Regions from separate parts of the Mus musculus genome. Here all the other regions are linked to region 1. Evidence: chromatin contacts called from public HiChIP or PLAC-seq and promoter capture Hi-C data. All regions are on one chromosome and are shown on one strand. Each heading gives the region's core, a stretch centred on a gene start, on an enhancer-like site or on the middle of the called end of the contact. The rest is flanking DNA. Distances are from core to core; before and after follow the strand shown. Region 1 holds the start of Pik3r1 (phosphoinositide-3-kinase regulatory subunit 1). Region 2 holds the start of Bdp1 (B double prime 1, subunit of RNA polymerase III transcription initiation factor IIIB). Region 3 overlaps Mast4 (microtubule associated serine/threonine kinase family member 4). Region 4 holds the start of Cdk7 (cyclin-dependent kinase 7). Region 5 overlaps Mast4 (microtubule associated serine/threonine kinase family member 4).

Evidence for each region. Promoter capture Hi-C pulls out the DNA fragments that hold promoters and counts their contacts. HiChIP or PLAC-seq counts read pairs in DNA pulled down with a chosen protein or histone mark. Capture Hi-C pulls out chosen DNA fragments and counts their contacts.
Region 2: a promoter capture Hi-C map of liver shows a contact between it and region 1, with 2.5 times the contacts expected there. The contact joins the promoter of Bdp1 here to the promoter of Pik3r1 in region 1. A contact is called at or near these places in 1 of 39 promoter capture datasets (pre-B cells) and 1 of 9 other capture datasets (liver).
Region 3: an H3K4me3 HiChIP or PLAC-seq map of embryonic stem cells shows a contact between it and region 1, with 9 times the contacts expected there. The contact joins the enhancer-like site here to the promoter of Pik3r1 in region 1. A contact is called at or near these places in 7 of 39 promoter capture datasets (the HPC-7 cell line, HPC-7-derived erythroid cells, embryonic stem cells and 4 more), 4 of 484 Hi-C or Micro-C datasets (LSK cells and embryonic stem cells), 11 of 115 datasets of contacts at active chromatin or transcription factors (astrocytes, embryonic stem cells, large pre-B cells and 3 more) and 3 of 9 other capture datasets (adipose tissue, embryonic stem cells and liver).
Region 4: a promoter capture Hi-C map of adipose tissue shows a contact between it and region 1, with 4 times the contacts expected there. The contact joins the promoter of Cdk7 here to the promoter of Pik3r1 in region 1. A contact is called at or near these places in 1 of 484 Hi-C or Micro-C datasets (embryonic stem cells), 1 of 115 datasets of contacts at active chromatin or transcription factors (large pre-B cells) and 1 of 9 other capture datasets (adipose tissue).
Region 5: a contact with region 1 is called in a promoter capture Hi-C map of hippocampal neurons, with 2.2 times the contacts expected there. The contact joins the enhancer-like site here to the promoter of Pik3r1 in region 1. A contact is called at or near these places in 2 of 39 promoter capture datasets (embryonic stem cells and hippocampal neurons), 5 of 115 datasets of contacts at active chromatin or transcription factors (acute myeloid leukemia, embryonic stem cells and stem cell-derived neural progenitor cells) and 1 of 9 other capture datasets (embryonic stem cells).

What each region holds. Positions count from the first base shown.
Region 1 is chr13:101,766,668-101,769,497 of GRCm38.p6, reverse strand. It overlaps Pik3r1 (phosphoinositide-3-kinase regulatory subunit 1), which reads left to right and starts at 1,281. Exons shown (of 16, transcript NM_001077495.2): 1 at 1,281-1,521.
Region 2 is chr13:100,102,723-100,105,422 of GRCm38.p6, reverse strand. Bdp1 (B double prime 1, subunit of RNA polymerase III transcription initiation factor IIIB) reads left to right here and starts at 1,353. Exons shown (of 39, transcript NM_001081061.1): 1 at 1,353-1,796. The coding sequence starts at 1,585.
Region 3 is chr13:102,898,098-102,900,797 of GRCm38.p6, reverse strand. The region is part of intron 4 of Mast4 (microtubule associated serine/threonine kinase family member 4); the gene reads left to right. Among named protein-coding and RNA genes, the nearest start is that of Gm30106, 8.4 kb to the left of the region's middle. Within about 2 kb of position 1,322, at least 173 of the 459 cell types and tissues checked have an H3K27ac peak or open chromatin away from gene starts, as enhancers often do. A contact at or near this core is called in the HPC-7 cell line, LSK cells, adipose tissue and 5 more, where this site is marked.
Region 4 is chr13:100,729,603-100,732,302 of GRCm38.p6, reverse strand. Cdk7 (cyclin-dependent kinase 7) reads left to right here and starts at 1,361. Exons shown (of 12, transcript NM_009874.3): 1 at 1,361-1,529; 2 at 1,786-1,845. The coding sequence starts at 1,464.
Region 5 is chr13:102,809,615-102,812,314 of GRCm38.p6, reverse strand. It overlaps Mast4 (microtubule associated serine/threonine kinase family member 4), which reads left to right. Exons shown (of 29, transcript NM_175171.3): 6 at 1,745-1,814. Among named protein-coding and RNA genes, the nearest start is that of Gm17160, 49 kb to the right of the region's middle. Within about 2 kb of position 1,449, at least 76 of the 459 cell types and tissues checked have an H3K27ac peak or open chromatin away from gene starts, as enhancers often do. A contact at or near this core is called in hippocampal neurons, where this site is marked.

The DNA.
Region 1 (2,830 bases), core at 32-2,531:
ATGTGGGTAGCAGCCTGCTTTTGTCTTTATTAGATACCAAGAGTACCAGAAACATTAGTACCTGAATTGTGTACTGAGATCTCTTCTTTTAGAATGGGCGTCACCTTTAAACGTGACTGCATTTGTTTAACATAAACTGTGAATTTCATTTTTTCCCTCTGCTTCCAAAACTCACAGTAATACACTACCAAATTTAGAATTTGACAACAGACTAAGTTCTTGGTTAAGAAAAAGCATTTTGTTGCCAGAATAGCTGCAAAAGGGATCTTTAGGGCAAGAAGGGTGGGTGGCTACAGGTTCCTGAACTACAAAATAAGACATATTTTGGGAGCAAAATTTAAAAAGTCCATGAGTTCTTGAACGTTTTTATGAAGACAAAACACGGGGCTATCATCCTTTCTTATCTGGGAAGGCTGAGCCATTATCACTTTTTTCTTGAGCAGCTTCCATAGTGGTTTCTACTCCAAGGATCTACATTTTTACATCTAACAAACCATAGACTTCATTTGAGTTTCTCCAGCCTATCAGAAGCGTTAGAAGGCGGTGGACTGGCTGAATGACCTACATAGGCTCTGCCTTGCAAGGACTGCCAGAGATCACCCGGTATGCGCCCTCCTCACAGAACACTCCTTTTCCTCTAGATCCCGCCTTGGTTCCTGGAGGCAGCCGTGCCAGGCTTTTGCAGGCGGCGGGCACTCGTTGCTCCAGCTCACCCTTTCACCCCTCCTTCACCCCGGGAGTGCCACGCCGGGTGGCGCGGTTTTTCTGACCACTAGGGAAGCTGGGCAGGCAAGGCCAGGAATTACAGGGCCTCCCCGCTTTGGCGAGCCCTCGCATCTGCATCTTCCTGAACCCAGCCACTGTCCTGAAGCTCTAGTGGATTCGAAAGAGGCAGGGTCTCGCAGGCAGCCGGCTGGGCTCCAGAGAGGCCTGAACTTATTTCCCACCCCCCACCCCCATCCCCATTTGAACTCCCTGCTTCGGGCCTGGGCGACGCCCCGCAGGCGAGCCAGCCCCAAGCACGCAGAGTTAGAGCGCTCCGTAGCGGAGGGCGCGCGCCGTCCAGTCGCCCGGGGCATCCCCGAGCCGGGGGCGGGGGCGAGGGCAGCGAGGGGTGCGGGGTAGGGTCGGCAGCACAGAGCGTAGCTCCTAGACCTTGGTAGCCCTCCCGGAGACTGGCAGAGGCGGAGGGCGCGGCTCGGGCGCTGGGGGGCGGGGTCTCGGGCGTTGATTGGTGTGTATCTGGGGGCGGGGCGCAGGGGCGGGCCCGGGGTGGGGCTGGCGCCTGGCGCTGGAGCTGCGCCGCTCAGGGAGAGGAGTAGCTAGCAGCTGGAGCCGAGTTGGAGGAAGCAGCGGCAGCGGCAGCGGCAGCGGTAGCGGTGAGGACGGCTGTGCAGCCAAGGAACCGGGACAGCGAAGCGACGGCAGGTCGCAGCTGGATCGCAGGAGCCTGGGAGCTGGGAGCTTCAGAGGCCGCTGAAGCCCAGGCTGGGCAGAGGAAGGAAGCGAGCCGACCCGGAGGTAGGCGGCGGCGGGTCCCGGTGTGCCCGGGAGGGGGAAGCGGTGCGAACGCGCACGGCCGCTGCTCTTCCTGTCACCGGCAGCCACTTCTGCTGCCGAGCCACTCAAGGGGAAGCGAGCAGGCTGCCAGCTCCCAGTCGCCAGCATCTCTCGGCCACTTGGAAGCCTTCTCCGGCCAGTGACCAGCTTGCTTGGTCGCAGCCACCTCCTGCTCTCATTTCCTTCGTGCCACCCCGGGCGGGCTGTGCTCGTTACCCGGAGCGTTCGGTCCTGGAGTTGCCAGCGGTCACCGGCTCCCCTCCTCCTCCGTCACCTCACGCTTCCGAGGGTCCCCGATCGCCCTGCAGCTTTCCGAAGCCGGGAGCGCGCGAGGAGAGTGCCTGGATCGCTGCCTTTGCGTTAGCGCGGCGTACCCTCCAGGCCCGGAGCCCCAGCCGGGGTCTCCGGCCAGGCTGGGCCATGGTGGTCCCCGGAGCTCGCCCCCAGCCCCCGCCCTCCGAAGTTTGCCTCCCTCCTCTTCCGGGGTGGGGGAAGTGCTCCTCGGGGCGGTCGGTGGCTGGGGCTCTAGCTCGGCGTCTGGCGCCCGCCGGGCTTGGGCAGGTTGCTGGAGGCATAATGAGTGGGATCCTGGCACCGCCCGGAAATCCAGCTTTTCCTAACGCGGGGCGACCCTGGAAGGACCTGCCCAGCACTAAGCTGCCGGCCAGGGAGAACCGGCCCGCGTGCAAGCCAGAGCTAAAATATCTGGGGGAATTGTCTGCAAGCTACTTCCTTCCCAAAGGCAGAAACTGCCCGGCAGATCACGAGACAAAGAGAATAGAAACGCTCTGACCAGGCACGCATGTACAGAAATGCATTTTAGTAACCAGCTTTCGCGCACAATAACGCAAGGGTGTGAGCGGAGTGGCTGTGACATGTTGAATGCTGTGTGCCGGCACTGTATTCAGGGGAATTCTGCTCCTGGCGCTAGTAATACCGGAAAGGTCTCACTTCCACCGTTAATTCTTGAAGAAGCTGCAGGCTCTATTGCTGTACTGGTGTGAATTTATGCTTTATTTAGGGGTTTCATGATTTTAGGACTTAATTTTCCCCCTTTTCTTTTCCTGTCTTTTTCCTCTTTGTCAGACAGTGTGAAATAGGAAAGGATGAAGCAGTTCCGGGTTTTAAGTGTAGCATGAGATTGTCATTTCAGTGAGATCGAGTTTCAAGTTTTAGGTGGTAGGGTTACTCACAAAGCTGGTTGACCTAGGCTCCTTGTGCAAGCCTCTCTTAATATTTCATTAGCTTGTGTTCCATGTTGGGCATTTGA
Region 2 (2,700 bases), core at 104-2,603, 1.7 Mb after region 1:
CCGCAGGACTCTTCCATCACCCTTGAAATCTCATCATATTTAATATATTCTTGTTGATCTTGTTCATTTATTTTGTATTTTCTCCTCTGTAACATACAATGTCTTATTTATTGCTCCGTTGATATCTCTGGAAGCAATAAATTTTGCAACATTCGTGTGCAAAATGTGGAGTATAATCATTTTTGACAGTTTTTATTTTAAAGTGTACAAAAGCCCATATAGTGGATGTCCTGTGAAGTGTTTCATGGCTTCTCTTTGCGATTTCCTCACACAGAATTTCAACCTTTTTTTTTACTCAATTAAAAATTTCTTGGCGGAGGTTGGGGGTTGGACAGATGGCTCAGTAGATCCATTTCCTGCTCTTCCAGTAGGTCCTAGTTTTGGTTCCCAGCACCAGCATCAGGAGTCTGATAACTACCTGTAACTTTTCAGTCTCCCGCAAACTCGCTCTCTCCATACTCATAGTTAAAACTTTTTTTTTTCCTAGCAGGGTATGGTAGCCTATACATACCTGTAATCTCAACATTGAGCCCGTGCAGGCAGGAGGATCAAGAGTTGAAGGGCAGCCTTAGCTATAAGAGGCCCTGTCTCAAAAACCCTAAAACAAACAGGTTCTATGCTCTGGGGATGCACTGGTGCTAAGGCACTACTCTCATACTATTTTATCTTATTGTAATTTTGAGGTAAGTCTTGTCAGATAGTCCAGGGCTCGGAACTTGTGACCTCTTTATTTCGGTTTCTCCAGTGCTGGGATTGCAGGCACGCACCACCATGCTCTGCATTCTTGCACACTTTGACTCTTCTCGAAAACTCCTTAATAGTTCATAAAAGATTCAGTTAAGTAGGTTGGGGATGGACGTTCCATGGCAGTGTGCATGCCGAGAATGCAGGGTTTGTGAGGGATCCTGGGTTCAAACCCTAGCACCACTGGCGAGAAATTAAAAGTTTGAGCCGGGCAGGCAGGGGTGGCGCACGCTTTTAATCCCAGCACTTGGGAGGCAGAGGTAGGCAGATTTCTGAGTTCGAGGCCAGCCTGGTCGACAGAGTGAGTTCCAGGACAGCCAGGGCTACACAGAGAAACCCTGTCTCGAAACGGCCCCCCCCCCAAAAAAAAAAAAAAAAAAGTTTGACCTGGAGGATTCAGCTGCTTCCGCTCTCTCTTTTCAACAACTCCCAAGGTCTTACAAAGGAAAGAATATCTGTCTTCGAATCAAAAAAAAAAAAAAAAAAAAAAATCTCTGGTTTACAGGTAACCGAAGCTACAGAGCGTTGCAGTTGCTATGGCTCCCGGCGCCCGGAGTCTGACGTCATCGTCGGCGCCGAATGATTACGCATTGCTTCCGGCGCCTTTCGCGAGCCGGGACGCGGGGAGGAGAAACTTAGCTTTTAGTGTGGCAGGGTCATGAAGAGGAGGCGGTGGCGGGAGAGCGGAGGAGGCGGAGGGGGCGCAAAACTGCGGTAGCCAGCGCTGGACTGGTGGTTGTGGACGTGTGGGAGGGTGAGAGTGTCAGCCTGCGGGCAGCGGCCGGGGCTCTGGGCTGAGCGCGGCCGCGGAGCCGCCGCTCTCGGCCCCCTGGCTCCGCCATGTTCCGCAGGGCACGCCTTAGCGTGAAGCCAAATGTCAGGCCTGGTGTAGGGACCAGGGGCTCCGCCGCTCCCAATCCCCAGCGTGGACCAGAGGCTCCCAGGCCTCCGGAGCCTGCCACCGAGTCAGCTCCGAAGCCAGCGGAGCCCACAGATGTGCCTGCAGTGGATTCCGGGGGAGCAGAACCCCAGGAACAGGCTCCCGGGAGCAGGTAAGGTCTTCTATCAAGCTGAGCTGTTGGATTTTTACCACGGAGCACCTCTCCTGCAACAAGCTTTTGATTTGAGCTGGATGAAACCACTTCTAGTTGTAGTTTTATTCCGTGATCTGAGGGTGCGACTACTATGACTCTGTCACGATCTTAAGATTCCCGAGGAGACAGTGTCTTGCCTTATCTTACAGAGATGGGAATCCAGGCTTAAGGATTTTGAAGTCAAGAATGTAGACGCACCATCACTTGGAAATTTAATTAATTGTCCTGGAGTACTTTACACTGAAAGCACTTTGGGATTTTCATTTTGTGGATATTTATTTTTGAAAGGAGAGCACCAGTGCTGATTTTTTTTCCTCCCTCCACGCGGTGATGCGGTTGAACCCAAGGCCTCATGGAGTGTTAGGTAAACGCCCTGCCCCTGAGTCAAAGGGAAGAGGCTTAGGTTACTTATTTTGGTTCGAGTGCATACTTCTTTATTGTAACTACGTTTCCTGAATCAAGACGCCTGGCTTTAGTGACAAATACCACATTTGAATTTAGGACGCTCCTACTTAGCTTAGCAAGTTTAAGTAGGTTGTTCTCAGAGAAAATTTGTTCCTGGTGTCAAGTTAGTACCTCCTTTAGGACAATATTGTGAGATCAGATAGGATTACATAAACTGCCTTACATGCCACATGGTAGAATAGTTCCCCCAAATTTACTAAAAAAAAAAATTTGATTACTTTCAAAAAAAGGTGATGAGACCGAGTATGGTGTCACAACTTTAGTCCTAGCAATAGGGAGGCAGAGGCCACCCTGCTTTAGGACAGTCAGCCCCATAGTGAGAACCCGTCTCAAAAAACAAAACAGTGGAGAAAGGTGATGGTACAAATTAAATATGTGACGGGTTAATATGGTGACT
Region 3 (2,700 bases), core at 73-2,572, 1.1 Mb before region 1:
GGCTGAGGAGAGCTGAAGTAGCCTATCCTTAATCCAGTGGGGAGAGAAAGGGGGTGACTAGTGAGTGACTCTGGGGAGCTCCGGCCTGGAAGCAGGGTGAGATCTTCACACCAGTCAGTCAGTCATTAAACCATTGCATCGGCCTAGCTGAAACTTTGTAAGGTTTACAGAAAGGATCTGCTACCTGGGAGAGAAGTTAAGGATGTGAACTTCTTAACTTGATAGGAGCCAGTCAGTGAGCCATTGTCCTTGGACAAGCAAGGATTCCACCGTGGCCCTGGAAAGTGGTTTTGGCTTGAGGGCCATCTGGGTGGTAGTCAGCAAACACGCAAACGTGGGGAATGGGAGAAGGCCGGTTGGAGCGGGGGTAGTAGGGTGGGGGGGATGGATACCTGGAGTTGCTTCTTGTATCCCCCTCCTCCCACACACACAGTTAAAACCACATTTGTGGAGTTTTGATTCTGTTTGAAGGACCACTGGGAATTCATTCCTGCCTTCCGTTCATGCTGAGGCAAGGACTACAGTAGTGAATAAGTCAGCCTCACCAGTAAACAGATATCTAAAGAAGCCCATTGCCAAATTGGGGTCAGTGTTCCGACAGCTGCAAGAGTGTGGAAGGGAGAGAGAGAGAGAGAGAGAGAGAGAGAGAGAGAGAGAGAGAGAGAGAGAGAGAGGGAGAGAGGGAGAGAGGGAGAGAGAGAGAGAGTAACCTTGTGGGTGTGGAGTGGGGACTGCTTTAAATAAAGAGGCTAGGGAAGTCCCTTTGAAAAGGTAATATTTAAAGGGAGGCTGAAGACTGTGAGAAACATTTGGGGGGGGGGCAACTGTCTGGCAACATCAAAGTCTCTTGAGGCAGGAAGGACAAAAAGAAAGTCCCCAGACAGGAAGTTGAATTTAGGTATAGGGCATTGACCTGGAAACCATCATTTATACCATGGGAGGTGTAGATTATCTTAGTCTGGAAGAAAAACAGCGTCATTGAAGGAATGGGCAGAGATGACTTTCAAGGGGATAAGTCCCCCAAGAGTGAAGGGTGGCCTGTGTGCATGCGTGCGTGAGTGTTGTCTCTGGCTCACACAGTGGGGAGACCATCAGTGCCCCCAGCATCAACAGTTGTCCAGTGGTACTCTGAGTTGTCATTTGACCAGCACGGTTGGTGTGAAGCAAGGAAATGCAGATTGGGTGGTGACCACCTTTTGTGGGCAGATAAACCCAGAGGTCATGCATCGTGGCACCAAGCCTTATATGTTCAGGCAGCCCAGGAGCCTCGTTCCTGAATCACATCCCCTTACTCACCGTCTGCTCACCCCATGGGCTGCTCCATCACCAGAGTTGGCAAGGGCAGAAGTTTCCTTTTCACATCCTCCCTGGAAGTTCAAGTTCCTCCCACAGCCTGTGAACCTCGCCTCCCCTCCTCTCCCCTCCCCTCTCCTCCCCTCCCCTCTCCTTCTCTTCCCTCTGAGCTTGCTGCTGGAGTTTCACTTTAAAGCCTTGACTCAGCTGGGTGCGGTAGCCTACACCTGTAATATCAGCAGCACTCTGGTGGAAGAGGCAGGAGGATTGCTGCATGTTCAGGCTATTTGGTCTATGGGACAAGTTTTAGGCTAGCCGGGGCTATACTGTGAGACCCTGTCCGCAAACAGACATATGAACCCACATAAAGCCCCGGATCTTCTTGGGCCTAATTCCCCTCACTGTTGGCTCCCTCCTGAGCCCTGGCACCAGGCCGTTTCTCAGCAGCTGGTTCCACAGGTGGCCGAAACCAGGCCCCACTTGTGGCTCCTCCTCGCCTCTCCACGCCTGACCTGCGGGCTAGGCCCCTCCCTGAGTCCCTGAGCCATTTCCTCCCACTCCTGGCCTTGCCCAGGCCTGTTTCATAACTGCTTCCTTTCATCCCTCTCCTGTCTTCACGTTCTCCACTGTGCCTTGCCTATTGCTGCAGGACTCGCCCTGTCATCCTCTCATCCAGTCAGCTCCAGCTTGGCTAATGTGCCCTGAAGCTGCCTTGTAGAGCTCACCCCTCCTCCCCGGCCCTGCCACACCGTGCCCAGCCTTTTCCCCGAATAATTCATCCAGGGAAGAGAGGGCTCTACTCCAAGACTTTGGTATATACGGCTCTTGCTGCTGTCTGCTGAGAGCCTGGGTTTCCGCCTAGCATAGGGAGTTCTGACAGTCTCTGCAGTTCCCCCTTAAGGCTGACCAGATCGCAGCAATCAGGAGAACAAAGGCAGGTGGATTCTCAGAGTTCAAGGCCAGCCTGGCTCAGAATGGGAGCTCCCAAGTTGTCACTGCTGCCCTGTAATGTTCAGGTGTATGGTGATGGAGGAGGAGGCAGAGCAGTGAGGAATGTATAAAGTGAAAAAAGTGGGTTTCCAAAAAAAAAAAAATGCATTGGAAATAATCGATGAGGACATGGAAGCTTATGCTTTGGAGAAGGAGTCACAGCTCTTCACCCTGTAACTAGGCAGTGCGTTTGTGCTTCTCTGGCTGGCTGCTTTAAGGTCCAGGATACTGGGACAGGGAGGTAGGATATGAGAAAGAATGTGTTAGTCTTTTATGGCTTTGCCTGGTTTTCTTTACAAATATATCTGGTATCAGGAGTTTAAATAGTATCTTTTAAAGCAGGGGAGTCATAAGCTTTGCAATAGAGACTAAAAAGCTGGTAGATATTGGTATCAAAAAATCCTTAGTCCCTATGGG
Region 4 (2,700 bases), core at 112-2,611, 1.0 Mb after region 1:
TCTTATATGTTGAGCCATCTCTCTAGCCCTTGGATCAACTCTTTTTTTTGGTTTTTCAAGACAGGGTTTCTCTGTGTAACCCTGGCTGTCCTGGAACTCACTCTGTAGACCAGGCTGGCCTGGAACTCAGAAATCAGCCTGCCTATGCCTCCCAGTCCACTGCCCAGCCGAAGATCAATTCTTTTTTTTTTTTTCCTTTTTTTTTTTTAAAAGATTTATTTATTGATTATATGTAAGTACACTGTAGCTGTCTTCAGACACTCCAGAAGAGGGAGTCAGATCTCATTACGGATGGTTGTGAGCCACCATGTGGTTGCTGGGATTTGAACTCTGGACCTTCGGAAGAGCAGTCGGGCGCTCTTACCCACTGAGCCATCTCACCAGCCCGAAGATCAATTCTTAAATCCACCAGGGAATTGAGGCCTCAACAAAACCACCCTCTACCCTGCAAACTGGAAACAAAGATATGACTCAAAAGGAAACCATTGCTGGAGCCAGTAATTGACAGCTAGGCTTAAAGTGAAATCATTAATTACATAGCAAACACTGTTACTATGTGTAAAGGCTCTGTATGTTTTTCTTTTTCTTTTTTAAGATTTATTTTTTATTATAACTAGTTACACTGTAACTGTCTTCAGATGCACCAGAAGAGGGCGTCAAATCTCATTCCAGGTGTTTGTGAGCCACCATGTGGTTGCTGGGATTTGAACTCAGGACCTTCCAAAGAGCAGTCAGTGCTTTTATCTGCTGAGCCATCTCACCAGCCCCTGTATGTTTTTCTTAAATCATTAGTTTCAAATTTTTATAAGACCAAAGGCTCATTCTATAGCATTCAGTAGGACTTGGTTTTGATTTCCTGGGCCTGTTTCTTCATAAATCAGCCTTTAAGAACTTGAGGGTGGGACGGGGAGGGGTACCCGATTGGAGGAAGTGGGGCAGAGATCAGGATGTAAAGAGAATAAGTCAATAAATTAGTGGGGGGGGGGGGGAGGAAAAAAACATGCACAAAAAGAAAAACAAAACAAAACAAATGGAGGGGTTTGGTGTCCATAGAGACTCAGGCGACACAGTAACGCAAAGCAAGACAGCTGCAAGGGCAAGCCCTTACACTTCTGCTACATTCCGAACTTAGAAATACCACGTCAGAACCCTGGCCTATCATCTTTGGAAGCAAAAAAAAAATCCACGTTAAAGACAAAATCCAGTAACAAATGGACACTGACTGCAGTCTAGGACAGCACAGCTTCCGGGTACTGTGTGCACGTGGCAGCGGGGAAGGGCAGGGTTCGCGGCCCAACTCAGCTTCCGTAGGACTGGCCCCGCCCACAGCGGAAGTATGGGCGGGACCCGTAGGTCGTGTGCGTCCAGCGACCGGAAGTAGCTGTTGGGCAGCTTTCGGACGCTTTAAATTCCTGCGGGGTGGAGGGCTTAGCTTGGGTGCCCGGGTCTGGTTTCTCACTCGCATGGCTGTGGACGTGAAGTCTCGAGCGAAGCGCTATGAGAAACTGGACTTCCTCGGAGAGGGACAGGTGAGGCCTGGGGCTGAGTTCTCGCGCAGGCAGGCACAGCCTGGCCACCGCCGGCTGCTCGGTCCCCTTGTCACCATCCCTGAATTGCTTCTTCCCTGCTGAAGAAGAGGCCTCCAGACCACGTAGCAGGCCGTGGCCAGTCCCCTCCAGAATCAGGGCTTCTTTGTTCTTAAAAGGGGGAGGTGGGGAAGGGCCAAAAACCAACCAGCAGGTAAAGAAAGACCTCTTACGACTTTGTTACTGTTCCCCTTTCTAGTTTGCGACGGTCTATAAGGCCAGGGACAAGAACACCAACCAAATCGTCGCCATTAAGAAAGTGAGTTGCCTTTTTATGTTGTTTCCTCTCCAGTCTTTGCGTCTTGCTTGCCACGTAGCCCTTGCTGGCACGGACCTCGCTATTTAGAACTTGCTGCGAGCCTTAACCCTTCTGCTTTGTGTTTGGGGGTTTGGGGGGTTTGCAGGTTTGCAGGCGTACTCCACCACGCCAGGCAACTCTTAGAGAGTAAATGCCCGTGCATTAACAGTTGATGGATGGCTGTCTGTGAGATAGTCTTGCTATGGAGTCCAGATTGGTCTCCCAACTCGTGGAAATCCTTCTGCCTCTGCCTCCCGAGTGCCGGGCATTACAGACATGGGCTACCTTCGGCTTCATCTTACTGCTCACAGTCACACTGATTGAAGGAGTTACAAGAACTCTATAGACAGTAGTATTTATTAGTATCCTGTGTTTCAAGATGGAACTCGGGCTGAAACAGTTTTTGTTCAAGTTAAAACGTTTCATCCCCTAAAAGTTGGTTGTTGGCTATGGAGGCAAGGACAGCGTCTCTTCAGTCCTTTTGGATGGCATGGTCTTTCCATGTCAAAGGTTGTTAAAGGTGTGTTATCTATACACGAAGGTTTTCATTGGCATCAGCAATACTGATAATAGTGTAATTTCTAGAAAGATTTAAGTATTCTTAAAACTTAAATTCATTAACAACACCCTGATATAATTTCCTGTGTGCCAAACACTTTTGACTATTTTTTTTTTCTTCCCCCACTTAACCTCCAAATAGTCCGTGAAATAGGTAAAGTGTCTTTGCCTCCCCTTTGAGGTACCTGAGGCTAGTTAGATGACTTGAGGGTCGCACAGCTAGGAATGTGGAGGCATTAGAACAGAGCAGTTGGTTGA
Region 5 (2,700 bases), core at 200-2,699, 1.0 Mb before region 1:
AGCAAGCAACTGTTTTTGTTACAACTAATAATTTACTGGTCGTTTGCTCTCCATGGTGTACAAGCAACATGAATATATTCCCAAACTTACAACAAACAGTAACAACAAAAAAACCAACCCCAACCTCTATACAATGATTCCACGCATTATGTTACCCCCTTAGGAAGCAAGGGCTTTTAGCCATCCTGAAATTATTGAGCTTTTTCACAGAATGCAGAGGGTGACACACACGCTAAATTAGGAGTGGGGGAAATGAATGCTGTTGAGAGAAATCAAAATAAGTTAATTTGCTGTGTAGATAAACAGACAGAATGAATCCTGGATTACTGGACGGCAAAAGCAAAATCCATTCCTCCAGGGGCCCCGGGAACAGCAGATGTAAAGACATGATAAATTTCACTGTGGCAGGGGGACTGCTCCTTGCCTCTCTATAAAGAAACGGCTTCTCAGCGCTTCCCCGTTGAATGGCTTTGATTGTGCTGTCATAAAGTTAATAGCATCTGTTGAAGACAACACTATAAAATTTGCAACCTTAAGTTAATTGAAAAATTTCAGTGGAGATGTAGCCAGTGTAAGAAGTCCTCGAGGTAACACTAAACTTACAGTCCTTTAGGTGTTAGGCTGTTTCTTCTTTAGCACACTAATAACAAATCGTTTACCTCCCGCAGCTGGGCATTCCTTATAGCTGACTACAGTGGTCACTCTCACTGAGCCAGTGCCACAGCAGTGGTGGTACTATTGGGGATGAAGGGCATCTTCCCCGATCTATCTCTCCACTTTTCAAGAAACTACAGAGCTACTTTGCAGCCTTTTCTCACCTCCTTCCCGAAACCAGCTCCATTCCCAAGTGGTCCTCCCACAATGCAGCGCGTCTCATTAAATATGCAGGGGAAGCAGCGTGGTCTGGAGTGTCCTGAACTTGCCCTCGCCAGCTGCCTGCCAAGCCTTGTCAATGATCAGCAGCAGGTTGAGCCGGCTGATGGAGAAAGTAACAAGCCCCCAGGGAGCTGCCCTCCTTCCTGTGCTCCTTCTCGGCCTGTGGAGGACTCGAGGAGAGGCGAGTGCTGCCATCTCCCTGTGGCCATGGCTTTTAGAATCTTCTGCCTGGCCAGTCACATTCCAGCCGCTTAGAGACATGGGGCTTGCTGAAGACAATATTGGCGAGGGTTAATCCTGCCAGGTTCTTCCAGCCATGCTAAGATAGAGCCTGAGACATTTTAGAAATAGGTACAGATGGCTGGATTCTCCTTCGTATTTTATTAGTCTTGACACAACTCTCTTTTAAATGTATGCCTTGGAATCCAAGCCTCCCCCTTTCAAGACTTTTTTTTTCTCTTTCTTTCATATCAAGGCTGCCTGCCACAAAATAAAATGCACCTCCTAGGACAGCCTGAGCTTCCCTCCCACGTAAATGTTAGCTTCTGAAGATATAACACTGAACGTGTATGTGCTCATTATTCCACAGACCAACCTGTTTAGGTTATAGTGGTGACCATGTGTATTCCCTTGCTTGGCCCACTTGGAAGGCTGTGCTGGAACTTGGTGTTCTCCCACCCCCATCCCCACCCCCAACCCCACCTCGACTGCTTCCCAGATCCCTGCTCGAGGCAAAGCTGAAACATTATTAGAGGAAATGCTATTTTGTAGAACTGTAAAGAAACTGATTACTGGAAAGAAGATTCTGGATATGGATAATGGTACAAAAACAAAATGAGGTTGCTCATTTCTCTTTCTCTCTCCACAGGAAATAGCCCTCAAGACAGTCCAAGGAATTTCTCCCCCAGTGCCTCAGCCCATTTCTCATTTGCGAGGAGGTAAGGATGGCCATTTGAGTGGGACATAAAGTGGTCCCTCGGGATGTCTCTGCTCGAGTCCCCCTCCCCCGCCCCCCCCCCCCCACACACACAACCCCCTTCCTCCTCCCACCTTCTCTTTCAGGGCTCTGTCTTGTGAGAGCCTTTTCATTATCACATAAAGCCTTCTGCAACCAAAGGACCTTGTTACATTGAACACACTGGCTTTAACTGTTTCGTGATGACTTCTGTCTTAGCATTAGAGAGTTCTCCTGGTCCTTTGCTAAATGTGAGCCCCTGTGAAGGCAGGGAGGTCCTTCTCTCTGGGTTTTCTCCCATCTTTAGAGCAAGCATGATTCAGCCTGAACAGATTTTTACTGACCTTTTTTTTTTTTTTTTTTTTTTTGAGATGTTGTTATGCAGGCAATATTCATCTATGTCCTGGTACAAGCTTTTGTTTTTGTCATATGTTGTCCTTTTTGTAAAAATGAGACTCTGGGTTACAAGATGTGAACTTGGGAACAATTGAATGACAGAGCTAAGAAATACTTTGTTTTTTTTTTTTTTTTTCCAGACAGGGTTTCTTTGTGTAGCCCTGGCTGTCCTGGAACTCACTCTGTAGACCAGGCTGGCCTCGAACTCAGATATCCACCTGCCTCTGCCTCTAGATGCTGGCATTAAAGGCGTGCGCCAATATATCTGGAGCTCTCTTCTACTACTGTTATACTTAGAATTAGGCAGCAAATGCTTAGGCGCTATGCCTCTGCTCCTAGGGAACTGAGTTAAGAGGAAGTGTCCTTACTTGACACCTTTAACGTCCAAGCTTTTCCCGGGCTGGTCCCCTTGCTGTAGCCTCAGCCCTTTCTTCTGGATTCTGAATTAGTATGTTTTTCTCAGTCAAACATCC